Linked DNA regions of Gasterosteus aculeatus: region 1 is linked to region 2. The links are chromatin contacts, called in public Hi-C maps. All regions are on one chromosome and are shown on one strand. Each heading gives the region's core, a stretch centred on a gene start, on an enhancer-like site or on the middle of the called end of the contact. The rest is flanking DNA. Distances are from core to core; before and after follow the strand shown.

The links. A called contact is a pair of places that touch in the nucleus more often than the background predicts.
Region 1: a Hi-C map of skeletal muscle shows a contact between it and region 2, with 4 times the contacts expected there. The contact joins the promoter of LOC120831355 here to the enhancer-like site in region 2. A contact is called at or near these places in 2 of 6 Hi-C or Micro-C datasets (skeletal muscle and whole body).

The regions. Positions count from the first base shown.
Region 1 is chr13:20,674,999-20,678,473 of fGasAcu3.hap1.1, forward strand. It overlaps LOC120831355 (interleukin-1 beta), which reads right to left and starts at 1,563. Exons shown (of 5, transcript XM_040196753.2): 1 at 783-1,563; 2 at 214-456; 3 at 1-68. The coding sequence starts at 433.
Region 2 is chr13:20,628,105-20,632,165 of fGasAcu3.hap1.1, forward strand. No RefSeq gene overlaps it. Among protein-coding and RNA genes, the nearest start is that of LOC120830473, 6.3 kb to the left of the region's middle. Within about 2 kb of position 1,792, at least 5 of the 9 cell types and tissues checked have open chromatin away from gene starts, as enhancers often do.

The sequences.
Region 1 (3,475 bases), core at 313-2,812, 47 kb after region 2:
GCACTGCTGCTCGCCCGTCCAGCTGATCTGGAGATGTGGCGGCGAACTGCACAGCGTCACGATCTCCTCTGAGGGGACAAGAGACACACCTGGTTAGTGACGTTGTGAAAGGCGGCAGCGTGAACGGCAACGGCAGCCACAGGGTTCCAGAGGAAAGCCAGAAAAGCTGAACACTGAAACTAAAACACACAAAAGTCGCCTCCGCGGGATTACCTTCCACTAAGCCGTCCAGCATGATGTTCAGCATGTCCTCGTCTCTGAATTCGGAGCTCATCAGCAACTCCGAGCCGTCGCCCTTGAACCGCTCCATGGCGATGATGAGGTTGACCACCTGCTTCATCGTCAGCGGGTGATGGGAGATCTCAAAGTCCATTCCCTGGGGCATCTTGGGGCTCCACGCGCCGCTGCCGTTGCTTTCTCTCACGGATTCCATCTTTTTGTCGAAGAAGGGAAAGTCTGCAGGAGGGAAACATTTGCAGCGTCACTTAACCACAGAACGTTCAGGGAGGAGCAGCGGGATTGTCCGGTGAACTTTTTACAATTCTGTCCCACAATTTTATAGATTTTGTATTCAACACCTCGAAATAGTGTTTGCTGTGTTACTCAGTTGTTAAAGCTACGGAGCATCTGGAACTCAATACTTCATAAACACCAAACACGAAGACACTCCAGAGATGTTAAATAAACCACACTGAATGTGTCCTTTCAAAGTAAGAAAAGCAACATTCCCATTTAAAATCCGCTCCACGTCAAAACAACAAAAACACTGGAAATCATTTTACCTGTTAAGTCAGTAGATAAGAAGTTGTTTCGGGTGTGTCTGGTAGATCGCAGCAGTCCTGCAGTCACTGGTGTTCTGCCTGCCTGTGCCGACCTGCTTGGTTTTTATACACGCAGCCGTCGAGGGAATTTCCTTTGATGGGAGGAAGTGGGACGGCCCTACAGACCGTGATGAAATACTGTAGTCTACTTCGTGTTGAGAAATTCACCTCTGAATCTTAAACCAACTATTTTGTTTATTTCATCCGTGCAGAAAGTCTGAGAAAAATAAATTTGTCGCTTTTATGGGTAATCTAGGCATATTTAGGACCCTTGTGAAACAGCGTCAATGGTGTTTTCTCCCTTCAGTTGTTGTACATATTAAACAAATGAGACACAAGTAGTCGCTTTAAAGCTGCTGGTCAGGTGGAGTTTGGTAATCTTCCGTCAGATGCTGTAGAGAGGTGCTGCCCTTTGGAGTAAATTTAGTCTATTCTCATATATTACTATAGTTGAAGACTATAAACTAGATTAAATGAAACATCACAATGATATGAAAAAAGGGAGAACATCTGGTTGTTAAAAGCTGCTGCAAAATCAACATAGAGTGTAAATCTTGACCCTGTATTTAAACGTCTGTAATAATAATAATTACACATAGGAATGATTAAAGCTGACAATTAGTCACAACTGGATAAAACCGGTTTGATTCAGGAGAAATACAAATATCCTTCTAAACGTAGGTCACAGTTTCCAAATGAATTGTCACACAGTCTTGTGGTCTGCACCTGAACCTCCTACGTCTTAGAACGAGCCTTTCGGAGTTTTGCTGTTTCTTTTGATGAAGTCGAAATGTCCAGCAGCAGCACAAGACGCACTTTCTGTTGAGACTTGCATAACGGCGGCGTAATCGACATTGCTTCACTTCTCTTTACACGAAGAAGCTGCGTCAGCTGAATTTACCTCAATGTGTGCAGGAGGCCGGAATGTGATGTTCTGGTGCTTATATTATAAACTAAGCTTAAAGCTTTACAGCAAACCAAGTGTAAATCTGTATGATATCTTTTATGCTTAAATGCGTGTCAAAGGCCCCGCTGCCTGTAGAAGCGAGAAGACTATAAAATAATGATTATTTTTATTCATTATATAGCTACCCTAAATTGCGTTTTTATAGGGTTATTGCGAATTTAATTAAATTCAAAAAGTTCTATTTGTTAATCCAAACAGTATAAATTAATCCGGAGCGAATGTCTTTAATACGTTGTGTTTACAGGACGGCTGCAGTCTACCGCCATGCTGCTGGGTGCTTTGAGTCGAATGCTAACGTAGCCCACCAGTAATGTGCAAACAATGACAATGCTAACGTGCAGATCTTTAGTGTGTTTACCTTTTTTTACCTCTATGATAGTTTGGTAATAAATCACTGAGCTCAGCGAGCGGCCGGCCGCTCCTCATTAGTCTTGCTGTTGTTTTGTATCCGGTGATCAATCAAAGGATTTTCACTATTAAGAAGAATTTAATAATATAATGCTAATTTTACTCATCTAGGGATGGCCAGCAGAGACTCAATGTATGTGTGTGTGTATGGGTTTTTATTGCAATTTAAATCACTAAAAAGACAACATCATATTAAAAGCAAAATAGGTTCTTGCCTTATTATCTAATTTGTTTTGTTAACTGTGAAGATTTGTTTCTGGGTAAAAAGAGTCATCTCATAAGACATCATAATCCCCTTTTTATGAGGGTTCTTTGATAAACATTAAGATGTGTTACATCTTAATGTTTATCAAAGATCTTAAGAAGATTAAGATGTGTAACTGTTACACCTTCCAACTGCATTCTGAGAACGCCGTTGTGGCAAAAGCAGGAAATTCCGGTTCAAGGCAGCCTGAAAAGTAATGGAAAGATTTGATTTGTCTGCAGCTGAGGTGCGTGTGAGTCTGTGCGTGTGCATGTTCCGGTGTATTTAATAGGTTGGGTCATAATTATCGTTACACGATGTTGTTCTTCTTCTGGTGGAATCACTCGGGAAAGGAAATCAGGAAAAATACAGTCTTTAAAAACAATGTGAAATTACTTTCACATCGTTTTTAGTTACATTTAAGGAAGTGAGAAAAAAAATGACACAATAGAGTTACTGAAATTTAAAAAACTCATGATGCCATGTTTACTCTGATGAAATGCTAGAATGCAAAGTCATTCGTATAGTACAACACTCACTATTTTGTACACGTGGAAGTCAGAATCCACCTCGATAAACATGCAGAATGTAACAGCTGTAAGAGCGTACGTCAACAGCATAATAACACTGTAACGATACCATGTTCTATAACCGAGAACTACCGTAAATTACAAATCAAAATGACTAAATGATAAATATTTACTCAGCTCCTCGTTTTATTCAACACACAATAAGATATTACAACATTAAAGTAAAACATGTCATCTATAAAACTATGATCAATGGAGAAGTTTAAAAGCATCTCACGTTTCAAATCATGGTGGGAACACTTTGAACTGTCTTATCGAACCCTTTCCACCCAAACGTGTGACCCTGAATACACTAAAGTTTGACCTATCAGCATCATCGAAGGGACCCAGTAAGAGCCATTATGATTTTTGTAAAGGATCTGATTGAAATAGGCAAATAAATGGACTTGAATTCAACAAAACAAAGGCTACAGGACTTTCACTCATCCGTCATGGGACAACAGTC
Region 2 (4,061 bases), core at 542-3,041:
GGTTATTTGCTTCATAATAATGTAAACTTTAATGAGGGCGAGGGAATGAGGGCAGCAGGGGGCGGCTTGATCCCATTCCAGGTTCAATTATTCCGCATAATAATGCTAATTTACACTGCTCAGCTCCACGGGTGTATCTCCTCCTCGGGGTCAACTGCTGGTGATGCAGCTTGTTACTTCCCACTTACATAGAGACACATGACAGCTGAGGGAAATGCGGATCTGGTGAAACACTGGCCATTGTGCAAATGGAATCCCATCGGACACCAAGAGGCGGTTTCACAATTCAGCATTCCACAGCCGGCGCCAAAATGTGCATGCCGGGGAATTTGTCCAAACCGATTTAAAAAACATCTTGGTCGTGAACCTCGAGCGGCGGCCACCAGCAACAGGCCAAAGGCCGACGTGCCGGTCGAGCTGGGTAGAAACGGACCCCTGATCCAACACCTCATCGGACGCCAAATCCTCTGTTTATCCGCCTTGCGGTACTTCAACGCCGGTGCAGGATCCAAGTGTGCAGGACACCCGAGATGAACACATTCGCACAGTTCACAGTCTATTCTTTTCATTAATCCAGTCCTTTAAAACTCTGAAAGGAGGGAGAATCATTCGCAGCTCAGCCTTCACTTCGGCGTCGTCGGCGCTTTCAGTCAAACACACACAAGATGCATCGTGACCTGCCGCTTGACCTGCAGAGGGTTTTGCAGAATCATTGTTCGTCATCAACTTCCAAATAGGTTCCGCACAAGCTGATGCAATGCAAGGGTGGAAAGGGACCCACGCCGCAGAAAGTTAACGCACAACAAGCCTTTCTGAGATGCGTTACGTGATTCAGTGAGCGCTTGTTTGTGTGTTGATGCACGTAAGCATCGAGAGGAGTGATGAGTAGGGCTGGGCCGGGTTGGGGTTCGCGTAACACTCACTCATCATGTCCCGGCGGGGGCCGTCACGCTGGCAAACAGAGCAAAAAGACAAGAACAGATTAGGTTGAAGACGGCAAAGCTGAGGCCTGGAGAAGTGTTATGCCTGACTATAACACTCCACCGGTCACTCCCCCTCATACTGCACATGCCACTTTAACTGCAATTCATCACTTTGTCACTTGTCACTTTGTCTCTTGTCTGTTACTTGTTCGTTAGTGCACTTTATGCTTAATATTTTTCTTTTTAACTTTTTAATATTTAATTTTTTTTAACTTTATTCCCTTGTTTTATACTAACCCATAGCCTTATTCTACTAACCCATTGCATTAGCATTTCATTCCACTTTATTTTATTACTTGTGCACTGTTGTCTTGTCTGTCTACTGTCGCGCACTAATCGCCAAGACAAATTCCTTGTATGTTTGACATATTTTGGCTAATAAATGTTTCCTGATTCCTGATTCCTGGTCTGGGGAGGAGGCAGGAGAGGAAAGTGTGAGGTAATCGAGGAGGAGATCTGGACCGCCGAGGGGGTGTTTGTCGGGAAGACGAGGGGGTCGTAAACCACGTTTACTACGCCGGTGGTTTTAATCGTCAACGCCGGCTGGGAAAGAAAGATCAGGACTGAACAGCTGGGATCAAAAGACACACATGCAAAGGAGATCATGTACCGTCCCCGATAATCACACTGCGATCGTACGTGACGCATCTATTCACCAAGCTGGGAATATGTCCTCCTCCGCGTCATCAAAACAATAATCATCCTCGTTTACTGTACGCGACTTACATTCTGCAAGCACACTACCATCTTATAATTCCGCCGCAGAGGCAATACCACGTCTACGCCACATGTGAGCAGCACAGATCAGCGCAGCAGCGTCCCGGCACCCGTCCAGCTCCGCCTGCAAGACGGAGAGCGGCTGCTGATGTGAGGCCTCTGAGGGCCCCGGGGCGCATATGGCGGCAACGGCGAGCCGTCAAGAAAGAACTCCCTCGTTTCGCAAAGAACATTTAAGGCTGTCTGCAAAGTGTTAAGCAAGCCTTTGTTTTCCACTCAAATGTCGGTCTGAGGAGCTTCCTTTTTTTTTATTGTGGTTAAAACAACTTGGTGAGGAAGGACTCGTGGTCACGCTTTAATAAAAAAGACTTCTGGCGGGAAACATGAAACAAACATCTGTCTCCCGCTAATTAAGTCGCGCTTGCTCCTCGTAAACCTCTCAGAGAGCTGGAGGACTGACCCCCAACGCTGCAGTGATCCATGAAATGTGATTTTCATTGCGAAAACGCTCATTGTGAGCGTGTTAGCATTTAGCTCGGGGCAGTATAAGCTGTTTAGGATGTGCACGTTCAGATTGAAGCGGGTTAAACTGCAGTCATCGGCAACTGAGTTGGATTAGTTTGCCGCTAAAGCTTTCAGGGACTTTCAAGGACATTTCTGGCAGCTACAAGACTTCGGCCTTGATTGACGCTTAAAAGCATGCATCGTTTCTTAGTGAGCGCAGGGATATCACTTTTTTTTTTAAAAAGGTGCACAGTCTACATTACGAAGAGATGAGATGGCAGTGCGGCAGCATGAATTGAACTTTGACCAAATATTGTGTCCAAAGTCTGTATTTTCAGCAAAAGCCCTGTGTGCAGTTCACTACATTCCCCGAGAGCAGTACTTCTTAACGCCCAGCGCTGAGCAAATGAATGCAAGAGAACGGATATTACAAGTCAACGCTCCAACATCTTTGTTGTGGTGATGTAACATCCAGTTATCGATTGATGTGACTCAAATCCGACTGAGATGAATTTCTCACTACCTTTTACAACCCTTGTCCTAATCTTTATCCAGCTTCTACTCGTCCCTCCGGCGCATAACGCCCTTCATTCAAAATCCAGAAATGCTGTAAATGTTTGCCTACCTCCTTTGAAACACACACACACACACACACACACACACACACACACCAGCAGCCATGCCCTCTAGGAATGTTTAATATGCTGTAAACAAACTGTGGGGCCTCCAGATGAAGTAAGAGGACACTGTCCTTCACTCGTACTGCCCCTCAGAAGAAAACACTTTCATGACAATCTCCAGCAGCAGATGTAAAACATCTGGTTCCTCATCTGTCAACCGCTGCCCGATGTTGGACAGCTTGTATGCAGTGGGGGGGAGGGCAGACGTATCCTCAGCTGTCCTTCACTTGGGCCGAGTCGCTGCCGTCTCACCAGCCGAGTCAAAGAACCCATCAATCAAATCAGTTATCTTGTGTTCTGGCCATGACAGGAATGTCTTTTATTTCCTGTTTCATGTTAGGCTTCGGCTAATGCTAGCATGAAATGTGACATTTACTGTGGTTGTATTGTACGTTTTGAGAATCACCTCGGATAGAGCGGTGCAGGAAGGAGTTCTAAAACTCCGGTCTGAGTTTGCTAAATGCCCGAAATAAGTTCTGTGGTTAAAACCTGTTTTCAAAAGGCAGATTTTTATCCGTGGGGTATTTTCACCGTGTAGAACAAATACAAACATCAGTCAAGTCGCTTTGCAGATTGAAATAAATAAAATGGCTTGTTAATTACAAAAGAGGATCCCATCTGAACATGGGGGGCCTCTGCGTCCCCCGTCCTGTTTCCGTTCCAACGTTTCGTTTGTGTGATTTCCATCTAAGGAATTTGATTTCGGTGTCAAACTAATGCAGCGAGGGCGAGGCAACCAGCTGCAGGAGGCGTTGAGGTGTGGCGCTCTGGCATTCACACACGCCACCGTGTAGAACTGGATCATTCTGAGGGAGGAATAGACATTTAATAACTATGAATGCATGAGTGTCACATCCCATGTTTAATAAAACACTCCCTGTTCTTCCCATCATAGCGTGTTCGATCACCACAATCTAATCAGTTCCCACCCAACACGACGCCTTTAAAACTTTGGATTGTGTTGTCACTGATTTACTTTTAGCTCTGTCATAACATCACGCCCGGGACGGTTTCCTGTTCAACGTTTTTACTGTGAAGCGCAACATAACCTTTCAAGTAAATCTGTATCTATAATCTGTAAACGTCACTCAAACTCTACATGAACCCCCTCCCAAAAAAAATAAACATCATGAATCACGACGGATGCAACGTGTTCTTGGAGGCAAACAAAGGCAAA